2 separate regions of the Macaca mulatta genome follow, and region 2 is linked to region 1. Evidence: chromatin contacts called from public Hi-C data. All regions are on one chromosome and are shown on one strand. The core of a region is the stretch at or near the end of the contact, and the rest is flanking DNA. Distances in the headings are between cores, read along the strand shown.

What was found. A called contact is a pair of places that touch in the nucleus more often than the background predicts.
Region 2: a Hi-C map of cortical neurons shows a contact between it and region 1, with 4 times the contacts expected there. The contact joins the enhancer-like site here to the promoter of SHB in region 1. A contact is called at or near these places in 8 of 14 Hi-C or Micro-C datasets (CD4 T cells, blood, cortical neurons and 4 more).

Annotation. Positions count from the first base shown.
Region 1 is chr15:61,524,934-61,532,094 of T2T-MMU8v2.0, forward strand. It overlaps SHB (SH2 domain containing adaptor protein B), which reads left to right and starts at 3,082. Exons shown (of 7, transcript XM_077965687.1): 1 at 3,082-4,380. The coding sequence starts at 3,664. The region is part of intron 1 of LOC144334622 (a long non-coding RNA gene); the gene reads right to left.
Region 2 is chr15:61,669,323-61,676,499 of T2T-MMU8v2.0, forward strand. It overlaps SHB (SH2 domain containing adaptor protein B), which reads left to right. Exons shown (of 7, transcript XM_077965687.1): 7 at 7,116-7,177. Among named protein-coding and RNA genes, the nearest start is that of SLC25A51, 34 kb to the right of the region's middle. Within about 2 kb of position 5,084, at least 6 of the 40 cell types and tissues checked have an H3K27ac peak or open chromatin away from gene starts, as enhancers often do. A contact at or near this core is called in cortical neurons and fetal cortical plate, where this site is marked.

The DNA of each region.
Region 1 (7,161 bases), core at 1,832-4,331:
AAAATGATGGACACAATTTACAGCATCAGACAATGTTGAGTTTGTGATGTCAAGAGACTGGAGACCAATCCTAGCTGTGCCTCTTGATTTAATCTCTTCCCTTCACCGGTCCCAGTCTGCCCTCTCTAAAATGGAGTGGCTGGATCTCTGAAAAGAGAGTCCGTCCATCTCTTCCTTCCTATAGTGCTCTAATACTTCTCCCACAAGTGTTTGCCTTCCTAAACCATTTGGCATAGTCCTTAGGAAGCTTTTTCTATTTCCCTTCAGAATGATTATTTCGGACTCTGAGTCTTGGATAGTTGTCTCTACAAGCTCCTAAAGGAAAACACCCATGTGGTTTTTGCCTGCTTCAGGTAAATACCACCTTAGGCCAGCTACCCCATCTGTAAACTGGGAATAACACCAGATTGCAGGGATGTTGAGGAGGGTTAATTATATACAGAGTGTCTAAGGGTTGAGCAGATACACAAGTGCTCTGGACGTTCTTGGCATAATACTATAGCATTACAATAATTCTGGCTTGCAAATTACACCCCAGCAGAGGTATCACATGGGAAAGTGGATACGACCCTATGGCCTGCTGAAAGTGACATGGAAAAAATAAGTTACGAAATATAACGTCTCTTCCTGAACCTTTGGAAAAGGCAGAGATAACCCTTCCATGTGCAAGGCAAAAGAAGGGAGCAAGCTTCCAGATTCCAGAGAGGACTTTCTTGTCTCAGATGGCCTGGCCTATTGCCAGGATCTGAGCTCAGAAGTAGAAATGGGAAGGAAGGTAGCTGGGGAGGATTTGTGGTTGGATGAAAGGTGGGGCTTAAGACAAGGATGTCCTTGCCTTTCAGGTTTTCTACTGAGGCCTCCTTATATGCAAGATAATTAAGTGCCAATGTGACAGAGGAGCAATTTAAAGGGTAACAGAGATATTTAAGTCTAGGTATATTCAAAATAAACATCCTAGCCAGGTCAACTTCTGGGTCCTCTCTGCGTGCCCCAGACACATCAAACGCGCGTGCGCACACACACACACACACCCCTTAGATTATTTACTGTGAAATGCTAAGTAAATAGATCTCAGGCAATGAAGAGGCTGTGTAGTTGGTGACAGTATCTGTGACTATGAGACATAGTGGGTTTGGAAAATTCAATTGGCCACAGAGGATGACAGTATTGTCTGACCAAGGAGGGAAAGGGCAAATAGCTTGATTCTGGAAGAACAAATTTGAAGTCAATTCCACTTTACTACTGTGTGTGGCTGAGCAGACGGAGGTCAGCTTCAGGATAAGACCTAGTTCAAGTCCTGCTTCTATCACTTCTGCGCTGTGGCCTCAGGCATGAGTCTGGGTGGGTTACAGAGAGGAAGCAGTAACAGCTCTCAGGTCTTCCCTGTCCAAATGTCTCAGACTGAGAGTTTGACCTCCACTTCCAGCGTGGCCAGAACTACAACGTGATCAAAAGAGCCCCCGGCCTTGCTGTCTGCCCTCACAGTTCCTGCTGTTACTACAGGATAGCGGAAAAACAGACTCCCCCAAATCACATCTATAATAGATGGACAGCAAATGCAGATTCTTGATTCGGGCTATTGTTTTAGTAAATCAACATTCTTAGAGAATTTCTCAGCTCTCAGCTGCCCACATCTCAGAGTTAAGTCACATTTTGGGGCTTGCCCAGGCAAATTCAAAGCAGCACCAGGCACTAGTGGCAGCTACTTCATCTTCAGGCAGCATTTCCCTCTCAACAGGGAGCATGCCACCTCCCCCAGGTGCAGATCCCAGGAAAAGTTACACTGAGCAAATTGGGCCACTCCTTGGGCCTATTTCCCCAATTTTGGTTAATAATCAAAGGATGATCTGAAATCGCAAAGAAGAGACTCTTGGAAAAGACATAATTGTGGTGCCACCAGATTTAGGAACTGGCATCCAAGTCCACCTTTGTGACTTTCCCCTGGGCCTCAGTTTCTCCATCTGTAAAATGAGGTCATTTATTTTTTTTGAGACGCAGTCTGGCTCTGTTGCCCAGGCCGGAGTGAAGTGGTGCGATCTCGGCTCACTGCAACCTCTGCCTCAGCCTCCCGAGTAGCTGGGATTACAGGTGCCTGCCACCACACCCGGCTAATTTTTCTATTTTTACAGCGGGGTTTCACCATCTTGGCCAGGCTAGTATTGAACTTCTGACCTCGTGATCCACCCGCCTCAGCCTCCCAAAGTGTTGGGATTATAGGCGTGAGCCACCGCACCCGGCCGAGTTCCTGTACTAAATGGAGCCCTGCCAGCCCCTACAACATAAGGCATTAAACGTTCCCACAACTTGCTCCGCCAGGCTGGCAGTGAACAGGGCTAAAAGCCTCGACTTCCTCAGAGGTGAAAAGGTAAGCAAACATTCCGACCTCCCCTAGACTTGCTCTCGAATTGGTGCTGGGCCCGGCTCCCACCGCCTATCCCGGCCACATCCGTCATCTGGACTGCTAATACACTCATTAGCATAAAGATTCCTCCGAAGACCCGGTGCACGGGGCTGAACCGGAGTCTGTCCCTTTAAGGAAAAGGGGGACAGCCAGTCTGTCCCTAAGGACACTCGGCACTGCATTTCCTCCACACGGGCCACGCTGTAAACTAGAAAGGTTCCGTGTTAATCCACCCCCACTCCTCAACCCCGACAGGGGGATCCTTGGAGTGAACAACGCGCGGGGTCCCGGAGGACTGCGGACACGTTTGGCCTCTGCGCGTAGCAGACTCCGCCAGGCAACCTCTTGCCCGAGGCAGCGGCGAGCAGCAAGCTAGGCGGAGCCGGCTGCGCGGCGGGACCCCGGCGCCCTGGGGCACGACCCTGGTGCTGGCGCCTGGGCGGCCGCGGGAGGTGGCGCGTGCCGGAGCGGAGAGGTGCGCCCACCCCAGGCCCGGGCGCGAGGGAGGCGGGGCTTGGGCCGCGGCCCCGGGCCAGGCTCGCGGGGTGGGCGGTGCTGGGTCTGCGGGGGCGGACGGGGGGCGGGGCGCGCGCGGGCTCCGGGAGGGCGGGACGGCGGCGCGGGGCGGGCTCTGGCGGCCTGAGTGTCACACACGCGGCGGCTCGGGAGGCGGCGGCGGCAGTGGCAGCGACAGGCGCCGCCGGGACGGGCACGGGCGCGCGGGCTCGGGCGGGCGCCGGCTGCCTCCCTCCGTCGCTCGCTGTCTCTCCCGGCCGCATTCTCCTCGGCTGCGCGGCAGAGCTCGCCCCAGCGCTCGCAGGAAGGAAGAAGGGAGCCGAGGACGCCGAGAAGTTCCCGCGGCAGCCGCAGATCCCGGCCAAGGCGGAGGCTGCGGCTCCGACGGGGCAGGAGCGCGCTCCACGGCGGGGGGCTCACGGCCACAGGGTCCGCGGCGGTAGCGCTCGGACCTTCCGCTCTCCCCCGGGCCGTGGGCCGGGACCCCATGAGACGCGCCCACGAGGGGCGCGAGATCCCTAGCTCGGGCGGCGCTAGGCGGAGGGCGGTGCTGCAGCTGCCGGAGCCAGAGAGCTGCCGGCAGGAGGCGGCGGCGGCGAGAACTTGAACTTGGCGTCGCGAGCGGGCGCCCCGGACGCCCCCCGCCGGGGCCGGGGCGCCGAGGGACCTGCGCGGCAGCGCTGCCCCCCGAATGGCCGCGGCGGCGGACCGGGCTCCCACGCCGCGGCCCTAGGCGGCCTCTCGCCATGGCCAAGTGGCTAAACAAGTACTTCAGCTTGGGCAACAGCAAGACCAAGAGCCCACCGCAGCCGCCGCGGCCAGACTACCGCGAGCAGCGGCGCCGGGGCGAGCGGCCCTCGCAGCCCCCCCAGGCCGTGCCGCAGGCCTCCTCCGCCGCTTCGGCGTCCTGCGGTCCGGCCACCGCCTCCTGCTTCTCGGCCTCCTCGGGCTCCCTGCCCGACGACAGCGGCAGCACCAGCGACCTCATCCGCGCCTACCGCGCGCAGAAGGAACGCGACTTCGAGGACCCCTACAACGGGCCTGGCTCGTCGCTGCGCAAACTGCGCGCCATGTGCCGCCTGGACTACTGCGGCGGCGGCGGGGAGCCAGGCGGGGTGCAGCGCGCCTTTTCGGCCTCGTCCGCGTCGGGCGCCGCGGGCTGTTGCTGCGCCTCCTCGGGCGCGGGGGCCGCCGCGTCGTCGTCCTCCTCCTCTGGCTCCCCGCACCTCTACCGCAGCAGCAGCGAGCGGCGGCCCGCCACGCCGGCCGAGGTGCGCTACATCTCCCCCAAGCACCGCCTCATCAAAGTGGAGAGCGCGGCGGGCGGCGGGGCCGGGGACCCCCTGGGGGGCGCCTGCGCGGGCGGCCGCACCTGGAGCCCGACGGCTTGCGGAGGCAAGAAACTGCTCAACAAGTGCGCCGCCTCAGCCGCGGAGGAGAGCGGGGCCGGCAAGAAGGACAAGGTAAGGTGCCCCTTGGCCTCTTTCCGAGGTACCAAAAGAGCCACGGTGCGCACGGGGAAACCAAGGCACCCACCGCTCTGGTGTCGAGTCCCTACTTCAGCTTCGGCCTAGGACCCTGGGTCGGGGCTGGCGTGCTGCTTCCCCGGTTCTGCCCCCTCCCGCTCGCTTTTCCTGGGACCGGCGGCCTCCTGACACCACCGCTTTCGCCGCTGCTCCCAGAACGTCTCCTCTCTGAGCCCACAGCCCGAGCGAGAGCGCCCGGCCCAGCCTTGTCCCAGGAAGACGGACCCAGCCAGCCCTTCCGGCTGCCAAGGAGTAAAGTCAGAGTCAGAGCTGTCAAGGACTTCAAAGAGCTTTGACTCCTGACTCCCCTTACTCCAGCCTCCACCCTCCGCTCACGCTCTAGGTGGGGAACTGAGGTCCAGAGCAAGGAAGGGACTCGCCCAATATTACACAGCATTCTTGGTGGCAGATCTGGACCGGCTGTCTCCAGCGTGTATATGTAAATCCCTCGCGGCTGCCCTGCCCCGCCCCGCCCCGCCCCGCCCCGCCCCGCCCCGCCCCGCCCCGCCCCGCCCCGCCCCGCCCCGCCCCACCCCCAGCTCCAGGTTTCCAAATTCGGGCTGCCTGGTACCGGAGCTGCTCCGGGAACCTCCATGCGTGCTTTTCCGGTTGAAATGCGCTGCCTCCAAGAGCGCTCCTCACCGAACCCGTCAGTTCCTGCCGCTGCGCGCGGGAGGGGGTCAGCCTATCAGGCCCGGCTGGAAGGAGACCCCACCCCTCCTATCCTCACCTGCTTCCTTCCTGACCTCAACCCTACCCCATACGGTACCAGGAACACGGGGGGGGACTTTGTGACAACCCCCTTCCTAACGCATTAGGCCATCTAGTTCCCTCCCTTTGAAGCAGACGAGTTAATTACAGCCAGACTAGGCCCCCTCCTCCTCCTTCACACTCCTGTGAAGCCCTCCCTTCCCCCATAAAATAATACTTGTTCTGTCTACTTCTGGTGGAAGGCAGTGTTTTGATTAAATCTGAGGCCCGGTGGGAGAGCTTCTTCCTTCTCAGCGCCCTGGTCCGTGTCTGTTGTTCTCCCCACCTTCTTCCCCCAAAGATAAACCTTTGCCCAGGCCTGGGCTGGGGGAGACAGATTAAGAGTCTGAGTTCCTTTTAGGACTGGACGTCCAGACAGCAGTGAGGCAGGCTCTTACCTGCCAGCTGGTGCCTGGAAAGGGATCTTATTTGTTTGCCAGGAGAGAGGAGGAAGGGAATGTCCCTCCTCTAGTTTTTCTGCCTGGCCTCCTCTCCCCGAGGTCCCCGGAATATCCCATCCCCTGCTTGATCTGCATGGGCAGTCCGTGGAGGATCCCACCTCTCCCTGGAGGCAGTTTGGGGCACGCCTCGGAAGCTTGGACTCTGGGTTTCCTAAGCACCCAGGATGCCACACCTAGAGATGACAACTAGCTGGGAGCCAGGTGGCCACCCAGGAGCTGCCTTGGGAGAGGGGGTAGATTTCCCTGGGAGCCACCAGGACCCTGGGCTTGTGGTTGATCAGTGAGGGAAACACCAGATAGGCTCCGTGCAGTCTTATGCATGGCCCAGGCTTGGCTTGGTGCAGGCACTGGGGAGGTCTTGAATATAAAAGGCGGCACGATAGGGTCACGCAACTGCACCGGACTTTATGCATCCTCCTTGTTACCCTGCAGCCACACCCCAGGTGGGCAGATCTCCTTTCTGTTTCACTGCTAGTGGTTCAAAACTTCAGTAAATATTTTTTTCCCAATTACAATTAAGACTGTTTCAAACACTGAGAAATGATTTGTTTTATAGCCAGGTTGTCAAGATGTTTAAGACTTGACTTCTTTTCATCACCAGATATTTCTTATGGGTCTTTTCTGTGCCCTCCCCTGCTGGGTGCTGGAGCAGAGACCCTCTGCAGTGAATGCTATGACAGAGGCCATAGTGGCATGATGGTGATGAGTGCTATGATGAGACCTTGTGTTACAGGGTTACAGGAAGGATGAAGGGCACGGGAGAGGTTGGGGGGTGTGGCATCGAGGAGTGCACCTTGGAGGCAGGGCCGTTATTGTGAGGGGGGTGGTGGTCACCATGGTTGGCTGGAGAAGAGCCCTGTGCTTCAGGGAACTGCAGATGAAGTCCCATGTGACTGAAATTGAGAGGTTGAGATAAGTTGGGCAGGGCCTGGATCAGGGAGGACCTTGTAAGCTAAGCACAGAGGGGGCCTGTGAAGGGATTTAGCTGTGAGAGTGTTGTGATCAGATATGATTTTTTAGAAGATCTCTCTGGGCTGCTTTTCACCTACTAGGTTGTGACTGTAAGACCTTTGATCTTTTGAGAAGTTGTCCAGATGTTCTTTCTACCCAGGAGGGAGGAGGCAGCCAGAGAGGGTCAGCAGAACGTTCTAGTGCAGTGATCCTCAAACTTTAGTGTGCCTAGAGGGCTGGTTACAATAGATTGCTGGGGTCCATCCTGCAGCAACTAATTGAGCATGCCTGGTGGGGGACCTGCGTATTTGCATTCCAGCATTTCCCAGGTTGAGGGGAAGTGGCTGAGGGTCCTGGGACCATGCTTTGAAAACCACTCATGCAACAGTGGCTTCTTCTTAACTGTCCGTCTGGGTCTTCTGGTCAGGGCAGCCTTGGAATGCAGAGACACTGGATGCCCTTGTTTCTGCCATCTGTGTGTGGCTACTTCCTGATCCTTGGCCAGCACCCCTCCACCCCCACCCCATCATGCAGTCAGGAAGCAGTTGTTTTCACA
Region 2 (7,177 bases), core at 3,834-6,333, 150 kb after region 1:
CCATGCCCCCTGCCCCACGCCTCACACAGTTGGAGAACCCAGTCACACAGTGACATGCACTCACATCCTGGTCCCCTGGCTCAGGAAGCCCTGATAGCCTTGCACGGTGACTGGGCAAGTTGCTTCTCCCTCAGGCCCTTGTTCTTCTCATCTGTGCAGTGGGTATCTTGCCTATAATGCCAGCCCTCCCAGCTTCCTTGGGAGGCCACACGTTCGTCCAGTCATGGACTAAGGGAGCATTTAAGGTCTTCTCAGCCATGCCAGAGGCAGGCCAGGACCTGTGTGAGTGGGCTCTGCCTGGGCTCTGGGTAATTGGACCACAGAGGTGGACTGTTGAAATACTTGCTGCTGTGAAGCCACATCTCTCACAGTGTTGGGGCGGTGTCTGAAGGGAGGTACCCCAGGTCCAGGCTACAGCTCTCCACGCATCTGGGATTCTTGGCTTTCCGCTAAGATAGCAGGGGCCTCTCTTTGCTGAATGCTGCACTGAAACAGTGGCCTATTTTTCTTCAGAGAGATTTCCACCCCCTCTTTGTCTGCCACACATTGAGGGAGAACGGGGTCATGCGTCTGCCTGGCAGGCAGGCACCCACTCCGGCTCTGTGAAGATTCAATGGACTTGTGTTCAGTCTCACTTCTCGCCTCAGTGGCTGCATACTCCCAGGTCAGTCACTTGAGCCCTCTGACTCTGTTTCCCCACCTGCAGTCTGTAGGCCCATCTCTTGATGTTGCTGTGAGGAGGTCCATAGAGCACTTGGCAGCACATCCCCAGGTGGTAAGATGGGTAATGCCGTGCTTCTCGAATCTTCCAGCACTATGTTGCTGGAGTGGCTGTGTCCTGCTCGCGGGGGTGAGGGGGAGAGTGTCTTTAGAGGCATAGACCTAGCAAAATGTCACACTCCCCTGGAGGTCAAAGAGGCGGCGGGAGGAGAGCAAAAGCTGTGTCATAAAGGCACTGCTTTCGAGAGGCAGAATCGCCATCCTCGGGTGGGGTTATGGCAGGAACTGCCCATTTTGCAGGCTTGGTAGGTGACCACGGAGGTAGCTTGCTATGGTCACCCTCCAGGCTGGTTCTGTCACCCACATCACAGCAGGTTAGCATTAGAGCTGGGCCTGACTCCCTTGGATTCGGCACAAACTTCCCCGTTTGCTTCTACCCCGTCGGAAGCAAGTACATGTCTGTGGGGGTGGAAGGGCCCTCCCCGATGTCAGGCATGGAGGCGGCGCTCCCAGGGCTCAGAGTGTGAGCACTTGTTGCCCTGCTCACCAAGGCCAGGGGACCTGCGACACCTCCCTCCCCTGGGAATTATCTGGCAGCTGATGGTTGAGTGCACTTTAAATGCACAAGCTCATTCTGCCTCCCCTTCCACCGACCTGGCCCAGGAATCTTTGCACAGCGTAACATTTAAATGTTTAAAATGGCCCAACAGCATGGTGCCACATTCTTTGGGATAATAGAAAATAAAGTCATAAGAAAGAGTGGTGGGTAAAAAAATACCAAAATAGCCCAACAAGAAGAAAAGACACAGCCACTTAGAGCCCGAGTAGGGAGGGGCAGGGCCAGCGCTCACCTTACGCCTTCAAGAAGACCACGATTTTGCAAGGGAACTTGTCTCACATTCATGTTTTATTTAGGCCTGGGCAGGGGGCACTGGGCGGCTGAGTGGCCTCAGGAATAAGTCTTTTCCAAATCTTAAGGGAAAAGGGCTCTGGCACGTTCTTCCCTGTGGCCTCCCTGGGGGAGACTTTCTGATATGAAAAGCACATGCCTGTGTACTCACCTCGCAGGGATGACCCTCCGGAAGCTCCCTAGTCCTTCCCATTTTGCCAGTTGTCACTGGCTCATCCTGGAACTGTTGTTGGCTGGATAAAGTATCCACTGTGTCCAGCCTCAGAGTGTGCAGCTTCTCCCTTTGCTGGGCCGCAGTCGGGGACAAGGTCGACCAGCCACCAGCCTGCCCTGAGGAGCTTATGTCTGGAGGGGAGGACGCATGGGGCCTCACTGCCCCGGCTCTGGGCAGACCCGGATGGATGGATGGATGGATGGATGGGTGACGGGCACAGTGCCTCGGCTGTGTGCCCAGAGGCCAGAGGGGGCTACGGCTCAGCCGGCTGAGAAACATCACAGTGGGCTTGCAGGATTCTCAGCCTCCAGTTCTCACCAAGCTGCGGGGAAGCCAGATCTTGGGGCAGAAAGAGGCCAGCGGGTGGCTGAGCAGAGGAAGATGCGGCTGTGGTGGGAACTTCTGGGCCCTGAATGCCAGGCTTTGGAGTTCAGCAAACATAGGTTCAAATCCTAGCCCTACCATGTCCCATGAGACACAACCTTCCTGAGCCTCAGTTTCCCCATCTGTAAATAGTGATCATTCTAACAACTTAGCAGCTTTGCTCTGCAGTTTAAATGAGAGAATATGTGGCAACAGCTCAGCTCAGAGCCCAGTACCCAGTAGGGGCTCTTGAAGTACTGGATGTCATTACATCCGTTTTGGCCATGGGGAGCCTTGGATGGTTTTGACCTGAGGGCTAATGTTCTGAGGACATCTGGGTCAGGACAGCAGCTCCCTACACACCTTTCAAGCTAAGGTAAACCAGAAATCCCCTCTGTGTCTGGAGTCCTGTAACTGGGTCCCACGTGTTAGTCCCAAAGGCCAATTTCCATCCTTCTCCCGCATAAATATTATATGCAAGTATTTTTAAGTCATTTCATCATGAAAAGAAGCGGTTTAACATAACTATTACTCAGGATTCTTCATGAAATATGCATCAAGCAATTAGGTCTAAAAGCGAGAGGTGAGGCCTCGTACCCTGCTCAGCGGCCGGCAGCTGCAGGCTGAGTAATGTTTTATTAAAGCCCGTGATTGCGCTGCGAGGTGGGGCCTGTTATTAGCCCTACGTGCCCGGCACGTTTGATAATCCTGATGATGAGGAGGTGCTTTTTGTGATGATAATGAGCCATCTGAACGCCTGTGACAGCTCCAGCACCCCGGCCTCTGCCAGCCTTACAAGACTCATTAGACAGGTCACCCACCAGAGACACCTCTCATTGTGACTTTGCCCTCGCAAGATGTCCTGTCAAAGGAGACGGGGCTGATGCAGGAGCTTGGCAGGCACAGCAGACTGTTGAAGCTCCCCGGGGGCAGTGTCCTCCCTGAACCGCGATGGTGCTGAAGTGCGGAAGTCCACGCTGCCTTGAAGAAAGGTGGGAGGAGGTGTGGCCCAGAGCCCGGCTTACCTGGCTCGGGATGCAGGACCAGGGCTTTGGGCTCACCTGCAGCCTGCCTTGCTGTGCACCTTGGGCCAGGGTAGTATACTGTCTGGCTTCAGTTTCCTCCACAGTACCCCAGGGGAGTGAGAGGTGACCCCCAGACTGCTTGCAGCTCAGAATACATGCTGTCTGCAGCAGCCACGCATCCCTGGGCATACTCCTTGCCTGATGTACCCCTCTGTTCTCCACAGAAATGCTCATGCTTCCTTTGCTCATGCTCGCCTCTCCTTTTGTGTGAAGGTGGGAGTCAGCGAAGCCACTCCTGGCAGCTGCTTTTAAATCTTCAACTGTTAGGTGACATCTCCCTCATGGGGACCTTAACCAATGAGAATGTATTGTCACAGCATGTCTCCTGGCTGTGTGTGGACAAGGCGTCACCTGACCCTTGCATTGGTCGAGGATTGGCAGATAGTCTCGGGACCTCAGACCCCTGGGGGGCGGTCCTGGGGGCTCCACCAATCAGAACATGTCATTCCCAATCCTCGGCACAGCCCCTTGCGTGGGTGCCACACATTGTCTTTTACTCCCAGCCCCTCTGCTGTCTCTGACCTGCTGTCAGCCCTGCACCATGGGCGCTGTGGAAGCGGAAGATCAGCGTGGAGGGGATGTTTGCTCAGGGTCTGACGCCTCTCACCCACCCCCCTGCCTGGCTTCACGTGGAGCACTGAGGGTTACATGAGGCCCTCTCTTAGGTCTGGGGAGTGCTGAGGTCAGGAGCACTGACTCTGGACATTGGCTGCTGATGATCACTGTGTGATCTTGGGCCGGACACCTCCCCTGTCTGCTCCTCGGTGCTTAAACACATAGAGCCTGGCCTATAGGAAGGATTGTCCCTGAAGGCAATCCTGGCCGATGCCCCAGCGAAAGCAGGACTGGGGATGAGGGCAGCGGTGGAGGGAATGTGTCAGGCTGCTTGCAGACCCCTTCCTGCAGGAAGCCCTCAGCAGGTAGGCAGCAGATTATGTTTTGCACATATGGAATCCAGGACCTAGGGCTGGAAGCACCCCCCGGGGTCATCTAGTCAGCCTCCCTGTGGATGCAGTGGGAGAAGGGACAGAGCCCAGCAAGGCACAAGGACAGCCTGAGGGCTAGGGAACCCACGGGGTGCAGTGCTTGAGCCCGGGAGGGTCAGCATGTGAGCGTGCCTTTCTCCCTCTGCCTGAGAATGGTCAGGCCTCAGACTGGGGGTTCATGGAGCCCAAGTGCTGGTCCCAGCTCTGCCTTGGTCTCTGAGCTTCGGGACCAGCCTGCCCCATTGGCACAGCCTGGCTCAAGGTGGTAAACTTGTGGGTGCTTACACAAGCGAAATAGGAGTGTGTTGGGGGGGGATAAACAGCAGGCTCAGACAGGCAGGAGGGACTTCCAGGGGACGTCTAGACTCTTCTCAGCCTGGCAGCTGCCCCAACTCGCTATCTGTCAGCAGCCAAGGTACAGAGGACATCGTACCTTGGCCATTCTAAGCCCCTATCCTGTGAACAGAGGAGCTTAGCGTCTGCTTCAGACTGTGAGAGCCATTGCCGCCGTCACTGTCCACATCCCTTGCCCGATGCTGTAGAACAAATTAGTGTGAAATGTCACTTTCATCCATGTGAGTTACTCTCCTAACTTTGAAAATGAAACTGGCTCGCTCCCCTACAGCTTCATACCTGCACACTGGCAGACTCTTCCCGCCAGCGGCCGTGACCGTCTGCCTGACACCTCCTCCACTCTGTCCCCCAGGCATAGATCTGTGAGAATCACAAAGCCTGCTGGTCCAGCACCCCAAAAACATAAGGCCACTCAGTGCATGCACGTAGAGGGGAATGATGTGCCCAGGGTCACACCCTCCTCCCTGCTGAGTGTCCCTGGCACCTGCAGCCCCTTCTTACCAGCCCTGCTCTCTCGCCCGCCCACACCCGTTCTCCAGGCGAAGCTGGGCATGTGGCTCTGAGAGCTCAGCTTTTTAACTCTTCTGCTGTTTTCTCAGCCACGCAGTTTCAGTGTGTTATTTAAGCAATCACAGCCCTTTCCAAGCTGGCACAGATCTGTGGTCTCTTCGGCGTGGCGGGTAGGTGAGTCTTCACTGGAATGGAGTTTTACATTCTTCTTGTCATATACACGCCGTTTCCTTTCTGCAGCCTAAGCAAGTGCGCCGCCTGCTTCTCAGACGTGTCTAGGCAATTCTCCAATGAAATGACCCTTCACTGAGGAGCAGAACTTGCCACAGGCTCTGTAATTAGAACATTGCCAGCCTTAAAAAAATCTTGATTTAAATTTCAGTTCTCTACAGGAATTATTCTCTCTTGAAATGTAATTGCTCTCCCAACGATTTCTGTTAAGCTGAGGGTGACATCTCTCAATACATTATTATAAGCAGACATATTGCTTAGTGCTCGCACTTCATTAAGCATTTGTTCTGCCCATTTGAAAATGGTCCTGGAGCCCAAGTTAAGGTGTCAATAGAGCGGGCACTCGTTAGCTTGGGAAGCCCAGTCCTGACTGGAAGAGATGTGTTCAAGCCCTGAGAGGCCTTGTGGGAGCGACAGTGGCGAGGGGCGGAGCTGGAGTGGAAAGGCTGCAAACCTTCAAGTCTGCTTGGAGCTCAGGTTGGGGGAGTCTTCTAGAGGCCGTGGAGATGGGGGCAGGTGATTTGTCAGAAGCTCCAGCTTTCTACCTAAGGGACAGACACCCGATAAAGTGAACTGTGCTTTGGAAAATCTAAAGCATCCACAGGTGTGGTGGCAGGATCATAGTGGAATCATAAAAGGTGTGGAACTGAGTAGGCAGGAAGACGGCAGCCTGGACCGAGGCAGGCTGGTGGAGGGGTGAGGGGTCCAGTGTGGCTGCAGCCCCAGCGAGAGCTGGGAGAGGTCTGCTGGGGCCAGGCAAATGCTGGTGGGAGGACCATGGCCTTGGCTCTGTGTGAGCAGATGCAGGTGGGCTCCAAGGGCTTTGAGCACACAGGCTCTGCTCTGATCTCTGAGGAACCCACCCCACTGCTTTTCCTTGAGCAGACTTCAGGAGGTTCCTCTCAGGCAAGTCTGAAGCCAAGCATGGTGGACATAGACTGGGCTCTGCTCCGTGGCATGCTCAGAGGAGCTGGGATGGTGGCTAAGTACCTGCAGTTCAGGAAGGCACGCGTGTCCTCAGTGCCACCAGATGAAGGAAGGAGCTCTGCCTGTGGGAGCCTGGAAGACCACCCAGCAGAGACAACACAGGCTGGACCTTGGGAGAGACAGGGTTTATGAAGAAGGGAAGGATGCAGAGGGCAGGTAGTACAGACTTTCTGCCCACATTGCATTGGCTAAGCCAAGTCACATGGGTAACTGCCTGCAAGGGAGGCTGGGAAATGTAGTCCCTGGCTGGGTGGCCCCTTCCCAGTGACAGTTTTCTACTACTGAAAGGGAAGGACAGATCACTTGCCATCTCTGCCACACAATTTCCTCCTCTGGAAACTGGGGGTGATGACCCTTGCCCTACCCACTTGTCATGGCATTGGGGATATGAACACACTTTGCACCTGTCAGGCAAGGCTTAAACAGGGATATGCACTAGTAGTATAAAGAGGGACTAAGTTTTGTTTTGTTTTTCTGAAGAAGCCCCTAGAATCATTCAGTGTTGGAATGCTCTCCTGTAGCCTGGCAGCAGAACCAGCCGTGCTGCTGGTTCTGGGTCAGATGCTGGAATTGGGGGTGCACTTGGGTGCAGCTGCATTTCATCTGGTCCTGGGCCTTGGCCCTGGCATGGAGAGGTGCAACTCCCAGCCACTTCATGGCTGGGATCCCTTCTGTCCCAGACAGCTGAGGAGTCCCTTGGCCTTAGCCTGAGTGTCAGAGGGGTAGTTCTGATAACCTCTGTGTTTTGTTCACAGGAGCAACCAGGGTTTTATGCACATGAAACTGGCCAAAACCAAAGAGAAATACATTCTGGGTC